Regions from separate parts of the Gossypium hirsutum genome. Here all the other regions are linked to region 1. The links are chromatin contacts, called in public Hi-C maps. All regions are on one chromosome and are shown on one strand. The core of a region is the stretch at or near the end of the contact, and the rest is flanking DNA. Distances in the headings are between cores, read along the strand shown. Region 1 holds the start of LOC107907939 (beta-glucuronosyltransferase GlcAT14A). Region 2 holds the start of LOC107910022 (sulfhydryl oxidase 2). Region 3 holds the start of LOC107910032.

What was found. Hi-C and Micro-C count contacts between places; a contact is called where the count stands out from the background.
Region 2: a Hi-C map of leaf shows a contact between it and region 1, with 1.9 times the contacts expected there. The contact joins the promoter of LOC107910022 here to the promoter of LOC107907939 in region 1. A contact is called at or near these places in 2 of 34 Hi-C or Micro-C datasets (callus and leaf).
Region 3: a Hi-C map of leaf shows a contact between it and region 1, with 1.8 times the contacts expected there. The contact joins the promoter of LOC107910032 here to the promoter of LOC107907939 in region 1. A contact is called at or near these places in 2 of 34 Hi-C or Micro-C datasets (fibers and leaf).

Annotation. Positions count from the first base shown.
Region 1 is chrD02:55,054,754-55,059,092 of Gossypium_hirsutum_v2.1, forward strand. LOC107907939 (beta-glucuronosyltransferase GlcAT14A) reads right to left here and starts at 2,231. Exons shown (of 4, transcript XM_016835236.2): 1 at 1,133-2,231. The coding sequence starts at 1,616.
Region 2 is chrD02:55,233,657-55,237,995 of Gossypium_hirsutum_v2.1, forward strand. It overlaps LOC107910022 (sulfhydryl oxidase 2), which reads right to left and starts at 1,735. Exons shown (of 14, transcript XR_005910436.1): 1 at 1,252-1,735; 2 at 538-562; 3 at 359-451.
Region 3 is chrD02:54,885,631-54,889,969 of Gossypium_hirsutum_v2.1, forward strand. It overlaps LOC107910032, which reads right to left and starts at 2,153. Exons shown (of 2, transcript XM_016837765.2): 1 at 1,391-2,153; 2 at 200-640. The coding sequence starts at 2,002. The coding sequence ends at 581.

The sequences.
Region 1 (4,339 bases), core at 981-3,480:
TAAAACAAGCAAAGAACATCAGAAACTCGATCATAGCACTTTCAGCTCCACGAATTTAACTTCTTTTTGGGCCCTTAAGTAGGTGATTAACCAAAACAGATGCAATCTATAGCTAAAGTTTCTATAGACGAAAAAACATCACCTATTTCCTGCTAGAAAAGCAAATTATATTATTTAACATTATCTCGGGTTAAAATGATACGAGGGAATCTGCCATGTCCAAATGTTAAAGTGTATTAGCTTAAGGATCTGTGTAAAACAACCAATAATTGCTAAACTGATGTATCAACCACTATATCTGACCATATCAAAAACAAGCCTAGCTAGAAATCTAAACATTCAGGCATAGGATAAGCAAACCTGTAGAAAATTGGTCCAAAAGTTTCCTTCATTAAAATTAGAAGCTTTAGCAAAATCAGCAGATCTGAAACCTCATGAATCATCAACATAAATCTGCTGAAGCCGCTGATTAAGAGAAAAATATGCCAGTCATCCCCCACTGCATACTTTCCACTATCCAGTCTCTCAATCTGATAGCCTAAGTGTCATTTACATATGGATATGTACCGGCAAATTCGTTCCTTAAAGAGAATCTTCTTTTCAAGAGCCAGGGTGTTTGCTTTCTGGTCTAATCTATTTTCAGGACTCGACTTAAAATCAATAGTAACTAGTCAGAAACATGATCAAATTCAAGAATTTTCCTTGAATCGTATACAATATTCCCAAATCATATCCAATTTTTAGACTGTAGGAAAGATTTAAGATTTAGAAATGGTGCACCAAATTTTGGCAGAATGAATCCAAGCAAAAGAGCAACTACAACTAGGAGTCAACTATCTATTGTGGTTAATTTATACTAATTTCCCAGAAAAAGCAACCTAAACCAATTCCGAACATTTGCCTAATCCTAGATCATAAAGAGCACCAAAATCAGAAAATCTCAAGTCCCATTTCGTATCAAACCGTATATTATGAACTGAGACAATGCAAATTCATCAAAATTTCAAGTAATTCCAATTAAATCAAGATCATGTATATCCAAAGTCAAACTGTTCTCTGAATTCACCTAATTACTCCATATAAAAGAAAAACAACATAAATAAATTTTAAAAAATGAACCCAAACTGCTTACCGTCTTGAGTAAGCAAGGGATAATCCAAAGCACTCAAAGCAATAAACCAATCCCAGCCAGGATCAACCTTCATCAAAATAGCGGCAGCGTGCAAAGTGGAAGCAATATACGAAGAACCCATATACGAAAACCGATCAGGGTTCCCTATAACATCTACATTTGAAAAGCTCCTAATAGCAGGCACAGATTTCAAAGCCACAACCAAACTATACCGTTCGCCATCAGTGGCATCAGCTCCAAGATGCAATACATAACGATTCCTGGGGTGATAGACAGCAAGGAGTAGCCTAAAGATCCGATCTTTATCACCTTTTCCACCAAATATATAATACCCAAAAGCTGGTGGATATGGAAGGCCGAGTTGGACCAGTGAAGGGAAAGGTCTAGGGGGGCTGAAAGGTGAGATCGAGTAAAGTACGAGGAGGAGAACGGAGAGAAATGTAAGGGAAAGAAGACTGAAAAACCATTTCCTTTCAGCTCCCATAACAATAGTGTTTTAAGGGTCTTCAAAAATTGTGGTAAAATTGGATTCAAAGATTGACTTTTGAGCATATGGTTTTGTTGAGGATCGAATGAGGAAATCCGGGTTGAATTTGGATTTTGAAGATGTTACAGGAGAAAGGTCGGATCTCTGGTTCCACAAGACTGAAAACCATTGATGATAAAATCTAGATCAGCACAGTAAAGCTCTTTTTTGTTTTTTGTTTTTTGCTCAATTCTCTCTTTCCCTCTCTCTCTCTCTCTCTCTATCTTGCTGTAATGCCAATCAAAATGATTATAGCATTTTCTTTTCACTCCTTTGCTCTTGCTTGTTTGTGTAAAATGTTCAAATCCTTGGTTTGTTTTGATGATGAAATGAATTTTTTTTTTCTTTGGAGGTGAAAGAATTAACTAGGGTTAGGGTTTTTTATTCTATTTTTTCTCTTTCAGGTTAGATTTGGCTTAGTTGGAGAGAAAGAACATTTGAAGTTTCAACCTGTGGATCTTCTGATCTGTACGATTTGATTTGTTTTTTCTGATAAGGTATAATAATCCATTTTACCCTCTAACTTTAAAATTATTTATTTATTTTAAGTGATAAATAAATGAATTAAAAATAAATTCAAAAATGAAAAGAAACGAAATAAATAAATAAATAAAATTGTAACTCTGTTTTTTCTTCTTTTGGGTGGGTCCAAAAAACACAAAACCATTTCACGATCCTGAGTTGCGCGTCAAGTAACGCGCTTCCGTGAAGGCAGTCCCTGGATTAACTTAATTTAAAAGGTACAGATCTAGAATCGCTAAACTCCTTTTAGAAAGGTGGTTTTCATAGTTCGCAACTTAGGGAAAATATGGATTGCGTCTTTGAATCAACTCTCCCTGCATGCGCTAAGCAAAGACGTGATATGATATGATGAAAATTGACCTACTCTTGGGTTTAGATAACGGTAGATGGCCGTCTTTCTTTCATCTTCCTACTGCTATATCCATATCAAACTTCATTCTGCTTCTCTTTAACCTTCTAGATGTCAAAGTTTTGAGGTTCTCTTCTAATTAATCTCTAAAATATTTGTATTCCATCAATTTAATTTTCAGTTTAGGATTAAAATGTCAACTTGATATATAAATATATTTAAAATATATGGATTAAATTTTAAATATATATATTGAACAAAAAAAACAAGTGTCATTGAAATTTAGGGGTTACTCTTTAATGGGTCGGGTCGGATTTACATTGGGCTTAAACATGATATTAACAATTATGTTTGCCCAAGTCCAACCCAACCCGAAATATAAGGCTAAAATTCTGTCAAGTCTATCATATTAATAAATGGCTAACCCAAACTTATTTTAGGTCTGCTCATATTAAAAAAAACTAAAATATATATTTATATTTATTAAAATTTTATATATAACTGGAAATTCTATCACACGTGTATGCATGCAGAAACTACAGATTTAGAACACAAATGTGTGTTTAAAAATAACATACAATAAATAATTAAACATAAAGTTTGAAACTAATAATAATAACAACACATATGTAATATGTACGCAATTAAAATAATAAAAAATTTAATTTACGAGTAAAAGAAAATTGAAATAGGTAAATAAATCATATTAAGAATATTAAATACACTCCAATTGTTTATTATGGTGTTGCCATTTTTTATAACACGTTAAAAAAAGATCAAGTTAGTGAGGAGAACAATCAATATTAAATTTCATTTTTAAAAAATTAAATATCAAGTTGAGTTGTGACGCCAACACAATCAGTGACATTATCTATACTGGAAATCTTATCACACGCGTATGTGCGTGAAAACTACATATTTTGAACGCAAATGTGTGTTTAAAAATAACGTACAATAAATAATAAAACGCAAAGTTTGAAAGTAATAATAATAACACATAGGCAACAGGTGCGAAATTAAAATAAAAATATCGCAAGTAAGAGCTCTTTCAAGTTGCTCCTCCCATGAAAACCTATGTCGAAACCATTTTCATGTTTTTTAAAAAAAAAACGGGGATTGACTTTTAAAATAAAATGGGAGTCGCCACCGATATTTTATTAAAGTGTGACCGATTCACCATTAAAAATTATTTTGGTCTATGAATTTTGAGAAAATAAGTTCGGGAGTCGGTTACGCACGAGGAAGGGTTAGCACCCTCGTGACGCCCAAAATTGGTACCGAATTGATTGTTTAATGTCTTAGTGCTGAAAATTTGAAAAGATTTAAAATACAATCCTTTGAAATGCAAGCTTAAATTTCAAAGAAATAAACCGCCACACTCAGTGAGTTAGAGTGCAACAGTTCAATCTGCAAAGCTAGATTCGTCCCTTTTTTTTAAAAAAATCATGTGATTTAAGAAGGATATTTGATTACTTAAGTCAATCGAGAAGTCATGATCCAGTAAGTTAGGGTTCCATCTCTCGAAATTCCTAAATGTCAAATATGGCCTTTATTTTAAGATTAAGATGACAAAATGTCATATCCAGTAAGTTAGGATCCAACATTTTAAAATCTTAATTAATTTTATTTAGAAATCACACGGTTTTTATTGCAAAAGAGATACTCGACTACCTAAATTCATCAGAAAAATTGAAGCCCAGTAAGTTATGGCCCAATTCTCTCGCGAATTATGAAAGTTGAGTATTATAATATCTAAAAAGAGATTTTGAAACTTAAATCATGTTAAACGCAAAATTTTAGCAAATGAAAC
Region 2 (4,339 bases), core at 485-2,984, 180 kb after region 1:
GATATATATTCTCAAATAAGTAAAGAAGTATTAACAGATACTTTTAATGTTTGGCAATGTTAATAAATGTTTGATTGGAGCAATAAGTAAACAAAACCACTGAATAATAACATCAAATATAACTGTCCGTCTTTCCCATGACAGATGCTACTCAAAGTTCAAAGTACTTGTTCCAGCAGTTAAACAAACAACATACAACTTTATATTCAAAACCATAAGTGCAGAAACATTTCAACTCCATCTTAAATCCCAGATCATGCTAGTAAGGCAAATATATGCTTTTGAAGAAGCGAGTATTTTTACAGCAGTACTTACAGGACGCTGCACTTAGCAAGTATCCAGAAGACAAAATAAATACCTTTAATGCGCAGTCTACTCTAGTCATCAATACAATTCCAGGATGCACAGCATTGGGTCCATTGAAAAGCTTTGCAACATTTTCATAATGGTGCTGAAATATTGTATGCAAAGCAGCAAAAATATAATAAGAATGTGAAGATATGAAAAATTCTTAGCATAAAATATACCAAATAGTACCTTGTAATTTCTGCAAGCAGGGCACCTGAAAAGCAATAATCACAAAGAAGAATGAATGTCATATAACATTATTACTGGCTTGGAGCATGGAATTCAACTACTAGCAACATACACTCAATCATGTACATCCAAATTATTTCACGCAAAAGGTTGACTATGTACTAGGGAAAAAAGAAGAAAATATCAAACTTAAAAAGGGTAGGCAAGGAAAATTTGTCCGTGGCATCAAAGGCTTATTTTTGGATCTATCATGAATTCCATTCGTCTAGTTCCAGAAGCTAGTAGCAATGTCATCAATGCAGTGTTCAATTCCCACAACGTTTGCCAAAATTTGATGGCCATACCCTCCTATTCATGTACATCCAAGGTGTCTAATTTCTTACCGGAGCAAGTTTGCTGCAAAAATTAACAAGAAGGACCAATTTTGGGCTGATAAAGGTTAAATATTTCCATTCCTACACTTGAAGCTATTATCTTCGTTTATCAACTCAAATAGACATTCCATTTCTCATAACGATAACGAAATTAGATTAGAAGACATTTCCGGCAGGTTAAGATTTTCATAAAGAAGTTCACAAATACAACATACTTTTTCTACCCTGGTCAACAGTGTTAACAAAACTATAAACCTCAAGCATAATTTAATGTTTTCTGCTCAAATCAAAGCTCAAACCTTTAAAACAGTGACAGCGTATAAATGAAAAGAGCACTAACCAATGAGCGAAGAATTCGACTATAGCATAAGTAGCAGGAGTGTCCTTGAGAACAGCATCGAAATTCGTGGCGTTCAATTCAACGGCGTAGTCCTTGGGATCACTACCGCCGACGATGTTATGACCAATCTCACGAAGTACCACCCGCGATCCCGCTTGCAACGAGGTTGCCTTTAAGATCCAAAGGTTCAAAATCAGAATCCAATGTACAAGAGACATGGGGGAAGAAACCGATTGTACAAATATATTTGGTTTTCTCGCACAGCTTCGCCGGAATTGAAATGAAAAATTTCCCTTTGATTTTCTTCAAGTATTAATGGATATTAGAATTTAAGAAAAAACAAATTATAAAGGAGATCTCCAGTTAGGTATCATGGGGCAGGAGACGATGTGGTGGTGGTGGGTGGGTTTGGAAATTTCCGATGGAAGGTTAAGAATTACGTGCTTTCCTATTTCGTTTTCTTTCCAGAATTGCTACAAAGCCCAAGGTCAAATTTTTTTTAAGTAAATAAAGAAGGGTAAATTACAAGTTTAGTCTTTTATATTTTCTTAAAATTATGCTTTGACCACTAAATTTTTTAAAAACTACTATATAATTATTAATGTCCTAAAGGTAAAACTTGGCTGCCTCTTCTTGTTTTTCCTGTTCCTTCAATCGGGCACTCACCTTCCTTTCATGAGCCTGCTATTCAAAGCAGAATTAGTGTCAATTCTATTATGAGAGAGAGCCTTGGTTAGATACATAATGAGAAATTGACTTGAGGCTGTCTCATCTGTCGTATAAGTTATATTTTTTAAAAATTATAAAAATATCTAACTTCCAGATTAATTAGGAGAATCCCTTGAAAATTATAGTGCAATCCGATGTCATCAATTCTCAAGGCGGCATCACCTTAGAATTTCACCAAATCACCACTCAATTATTCCGTTAACGATTAGTTTTAAAAAGTATCTTTTTTTTTTTTGCTGTTTTGTATGTATTTTTCTAAATATCCGTATTTTTATCTATATTCCTAGAGTAGAATGAAAAAATTTTAATTTTGGTGATAACTTTAGATGTGGCGATACCGTTATATTTTCTTTTATGTCACCTACTTCTGTAGAGGCACCAAATTCAATAAAAAAATTGGTGTCAACACCAAATGTGGTGGCACCAATACTTTTTTTTAAAATTTTTCGATGTCACTTTTTCATGTGGAGTCACCAAAATCAGTAAAAAAAAACTCCCTAATGACAACTCTAGATGTGGCGGCACCAGTAATTCTTTTTTTTACTTTTTCGGTGTTGCCTCTTCATGTGGAGTCACCCAAATCAGTAAAAAGAAATTTTCACCCAATACCAACTTTAGTTGTGGTGGCACCGATAATTTATTTTACTTTTTTGATAATGCCTCTTCATGTGGAGGCACTAAAATCTGTAAAAAAAAATTTTCCTAGTGTCAACTCCAAATGTGGCAACACTGGTACTTGTTATTTTTTGAATTATTCGGTGCCGCCTCTATATGTAGAGGCACCAAAATCTGTAAAAAGAAAATTTCCTCTGGTGCCAACTCAAAATGTGATAGCACTAGTAGTTTTTTTGAAATTTTCAATGCCCCTTCTTTATGTGGGGACACCAAAATCAGTAAAAAAAATTTCCCTTGGTGTCAACTCCAAATGTGGTGGCAACTGATAATTTTTTTAAAATTTTTAAGTGTAGCCTATAATGTGGCGGCACCAAAATCAATATGTTTATATAATCTCCCATCCCGGACACAACTCATTTATTTGTGTTTGTTTTGTCACATTGTTACTAGCTGCTAAAGTGAGGAGAAAAAAAAAGACAATATTTGTTTTTAGTTGGAGCGTGCGTCATAAAAATTGTATCGAAGATGAATAACCAAATTCTTGTTTACATTCAATTTGACAGAGTCATTTTAGAAAGGGCGGTTGGTTGTGTATTTGAATCTTGCTAGAATGTTGGAATAAGGTTCGATAAAAATATAGGGGTACAAGAAATGAAAGAAAGGATTGGTGCCACAATAGCTCAACGTTGTGGGAGGATAATGTTCAGACTATTCTACAGGTTTTCAATTTCTTTCAATCATTTGAAATTTCAATAGATAGAACTTGTAGACGGAGAAGACTTGGGCACAATGGTGAGAATTTATTGCTCGAATGGGGACAACAACACTGAACCAACTCAATTGTTTGTCGAGTTAGTCAATCCCGAGCCTGTTGAAAATGTCGCCCTATTAAGTCAACAACACGCGTTAGTGTTAAATCGGGTATTTTAATAAGGGTTGGAGCGAAAAATGACATTATGTTTTACGAGTTGTTTATCTATAAGAATGACGGTGCACTCCCCACACGACAAATAAAATTTGTGCCACTTCGGACGCCACCAGATCAACGTGAAAGCAAACATACTTTAAAAACTAAACAATTTCTTAACAAAACATCACCATAATAATAAATATCCTCCTTCCTTCAACATAACATATTTCTTCCCTCTTTCTTTTTTCTTTCAACATTATAACAATAAATAATAATAAAAATAAAACCTTCACCAATTAAGTTGGTGCTGGGGATATATATAGCTAGTAGTGCCGCCACATTTAGAGTTGATACCAAGAGAAATTTTTTTTTACTGATTTTGGTGCCTCCACATGAAGAGGCGACACCGAAAAATTCAAAAAAAAATTATAGGTGTCGTCACATTTGGAGTTGGCACTAGGAAATTTTTTTTTATAGATTTTGGTGCCTCCACATGATGAGGCGACACCGAAAAAGTAAAAAAATTTACTGGTGCCGCCACATCTAAAGTTGGCACTAGGGGAATTTCTTTTTTACTGATTTTGGTGCCTCCACATGAAGAGGCGGCACCGAAAAATTAAAAAAATTTAACAAAAATTATTGGTGTCAGCACATCTTGAGTTGGCACCAGGGGAATTTTTTTAAATTATTGATTTTGGTGACTCCACTTGAAGAGGCAACAAAAAAAAAATTACACCGGTGCCACCACATCTAAAGCTATCACCAAAATTAAAATTTTTTCTTTCTACTTTGGGAATATCTGTATATTTTAAAAAAACACATACCGATGCTGCC
Region 3 (4,339 bases), core at 903-3,402, 170 kb before region 1:
ATATAAAAAGACATAGACATCCTTAAAATAATATTTATTGATGTGTAATTTTACAAACCCATTGACCATTGACACCCAATGAATCAAACTCTTAATATATATTATGTATAGATATCCCTGTAAGACACTTTATTTCTTATTCTCACAAATTTCCACATATATGTATATATATTAATTTTCAATAACATGAAACAACCAATTCCTCAAAAATCATTATATTTCTTGATTTACTTAGTACATGAAAGCTTGTTTCCTGTTTTTCCAGCCACGGACTAACATCATCTCTCATCTTTAGCCTTTAGGTTATTTCAATCTAAAAGCCAGTGTAATTCCAAGCGTATAACACGTAAGTAGATAGACAGAATGCGAAAGATTTTCATATAATCATCCGAGGAAAAGGTTACATCTCTCGGTACTCTAAGCTCTTCGATGAAAACCCTAAAGCTTCAAAGCTAAATTTGTTGTATGTACACTAAAAAGAGAGAAGAAAAACACAAGTGATGGTTTGAAATGTAAGCAGAGGTGTAGTGAAATGAAGTTGGAAGGCAAGGGAGGTCTCTGCACCTCATATTTCATGCCTTTAAGATGTCACTGCTATTTGGCTCCCTCCTTCATTCATTGCCATGAAACTCACCCGTTTCTGCAAATAAACAAACAAAAACTTATTTGGTTATTTATAAGCTTATCATTCCATTAATTGATTTTCTTAACAAGACGTGCATGCCTACAAAGATTGGAAGAAAGCAACTCAGCAAATCATTTGAATTAGTCAAATTTTATGACGAGAAGGTTAGACAGGAATGGTAATTAAAATATTCAAACAACATTATCTATGGAAAGATCCATATATCTATCTATCTTCTGTCAAAATATTGGTATGAAGTGTTCATTTGGTGACAAGTTTAAACATAATTAAATAATTAACACCACAATTTTACCTTACTAATCCAACGAATTTCGTCCTGTTCAACATCCTCAATATTCTATGGTCAAATCAGGTGAGTTGGAATTATTATAGCTAGTTTCAATTGTTTTTTCATAAAATCCAACAAATTAAGACAAAGTCTATATGTATATAAGCCATAAAATTCAATTCAAGAATATTCAGAACCCTATCGTTATTCTTCAACCAATTCTTATTCCGTACGTCATACCATGCAAACACTGTTAACTAAACATTACAAAAAATGCGAACCAATATCACCATATCTTGCTTAACTTTCGTAAATATGAAAAATAAAATTAAGAATTTATTTAGATACAATTCTTTTTTATATGACTCTTGTGTAAAATTTAAGTTGGAGTCGAATTCATTTAGAGAAAAAATCTGCATACTCAACACACATGCCTTGAAAATAAATAGAGTATGATAGTGTGGTGGGAAACTAACCTCACGAGCCTTGAAACCATCTCCGATGCTTCCATGGCTGGCTTTCCAATGCAGTTGCGGCTGCTTATCAGCTTCAGCACGTGAGCTGTTCCCGGTGTTTGCCACACAAAGTTGCATGATTTTCTCTGCTGCCTCTCTCTCATTTAGACTTTCTTTGATCAATCTCTCAACTTGGGACTTGGGAAGCCTCATTTTTACCCTCATTGCTCCACTCTCCGGCCCTCCTCCTTCCTCTTCATTCTCCTCCTCGGGGATCGCAATTATGGGTTTCATGAGTGTAAGATCCGATACGGATCTCCTCGATAGCATCAAGCTTTCCAGCCTGTCTTTAGCACTCATGTTTATTCCCGACCGGACCCTTCTCGGGACTCTCTCTTTGGGAGCCTCTGGCAACTCTACCAAGAAGTAAAGCCTCTTGGGCTCCAAGTTTTGATGCGACTGCAATGGCTTTGCTCGAATCCCGAAATGCTTAACGGCTTCTGATTCTAACAGTACATGCCCTGGATAATCTTTCACCACTTGCTCTGCTCTCACTGGGGTCTTCAACTTCATTGTTTCCCCGTTTATTTTCATCACTTTGGTCATCTTTTTCCCTCCCAAGCTATTCCCCATTTCTAAATCAAGATGCGTTGTTATTCTTTCTTTGCCCAACTTTAAACCATACACAAACTTTATGGTATATGAATTAAGATAAGGACATTTATATATTATGGGGTTTTGATGGTTAAGGGATGAGTGGTCAAAAAAGAGGGCAAACCTTTTGAAAACGAGCCAAAGGTTTGACAAAGGTGAAAATTTATAGAGAAAGTACGTAAGATATCGCTTTCAGTGAAATGATTTTAATTACATAGCTTAAACATCAAATATAGTTTGATAAAGTTAATTAAACCGGACGTTTTTAGATTGAATTCAACAAACCATACCCATGAAATGGATTTCCAAATTTACGCCCGTGACATGTGGGGGAATTCCTTTTAACAGATTAGAGTAGGTAAAAATCAATATTTTTTTGTCTTCATTTGCAGTGGATCAAGGTTTACGTTAATCACGGCGTGGGAATCTGTTGATTTCAAACTACACATGTGAACACCTGACTTTTTCCCCCACACCCTCTTTTTCATATTTTAATCTTTATCCAACAAACATCTTCTAAATTATTTAATCATCATTTAAAGATTACACTTTCCTTTTATAAATATTATTTTAATGAATGTTAGATCATAATTTCCTGTTTATTATACACGTGTTTGAAGAAAACTAGATTTGTATCCAACCATTCTTTATCCTTTTCGGGTATAAAAAAGACTGCTACGGTTGAATTTGAGAAAGAGAAAGGTTTTGTTTTTCAGCTTGTATTTTTGCATGTTTATGTTTCCTTCTCTTTTTGAGAAGTTTATGTTTGAATGAAACAATGTCTAAATTGACTATCAGCTCATCAACTTGGAACTCTTTTATTTACTTCCAAGCCCTTGCTTTACTAGTTTTGTTTTTTTTTTTTAACTTGTAATTAGACTCTTTTGTTATTATTTTTTTAAGGATCTGTATTGTGCATGTGCCCAATTTAGGTTTCAAACATAAATTAAAAAAAAAGATTAAAAACAATTAATTTCTATACACCAATTTGTGGTTAATTTAATGTCATTCTCATAATGGTAGTTCCATTTACGACACCCTAACTATCTATAAATGACAAAATGAAGGAGCAGCATCATCTGTCTTAATTGGGGTTTTACTCCTCTCTTTTTTCCCTTGTGCGTATGTAAGCTCATTGAATTTCGAACTATAGAAACAAAAATACTCGTGTTATATTATAATATTATTCAAAGTCGTTACTTGAATTCTACTGGCATATTAGTCTAAATTCTGAAATGGGTGCTAATGTAACATAGTCCCCATTGTTGGCTTGATTTTCATCATCAGAATTCTAAATTACAAGGCTTCTAGATATGCAAGTATATCACAAAAAGCTTAAAAATACAAAAGAACAAATCATAAAACAAACATTGGTTGATAAAATCCGACAAGTACAATCATGTTGCTCATGCATATCCAAAATTCAGCATACTCAATCAACGATAGCTATAGGAAAACGGCCGCCATCCTATCCTATCCTATCAGTTCAAATATGTTGGCGTTTTGAGTTTTTATAAAAGTTTTTCTTTCCAAAGCAAAAAAAGACGCATGTTATAAAAGATTCTCATGCCTTGATTTCGCTTATCACAGAAAGATCTTATCTTAATCTGTTCCACATTTCATTTGTGGGAACTGCTGGAGATGCCATTCTCAACACAACTAAATGATGTTACAAAGTCTCTCTTAACTAAAATCTCCTCTATTTCAAATAAGCTTCACAAACACAATTCATAATTAATTAAACTCAAAATAAATAAGTAAAAAAATTATTTCATAAATTAAACAATAAGATCATCCCATACTATACATATAATTCATCATTCAAAAACTTCTAAATAAATGATAAAAATTTAAATTTAAAATATGTTTTAACTTTTTTTTATCCCGAGTCAATACACTATACTTCAGCCAATATGGGAAAAATCAACCAACACACACCAATACAATCAATACCAACTTAAAATTGCACCAGAACAAAACCTAAAATTTATTATTTCAATTTATTACCATATTGAAATTTACTACCATAATTTCAGTACAAGTTTTTTTTTCCTATGTAGGAATTTCCAAGGGTATATGAACCACCTTAAGCTTCCTACAATTTAACGACTCTCAACACCAGCAAGAGATCAAAACAAAAGCAAATCTTCATTTTAAACTACCAGACCAAACGAATTTTTTACACACTCATCAATGGTTGAAGAAATGAATACACAGAGAGCAATGAGAATGACTTTGTATCTCATGTCTGAAAGGAATAGAATGGTAACTTTATATAACAATTAGTCTATTGAAAATAAATAAATAAAATAACAA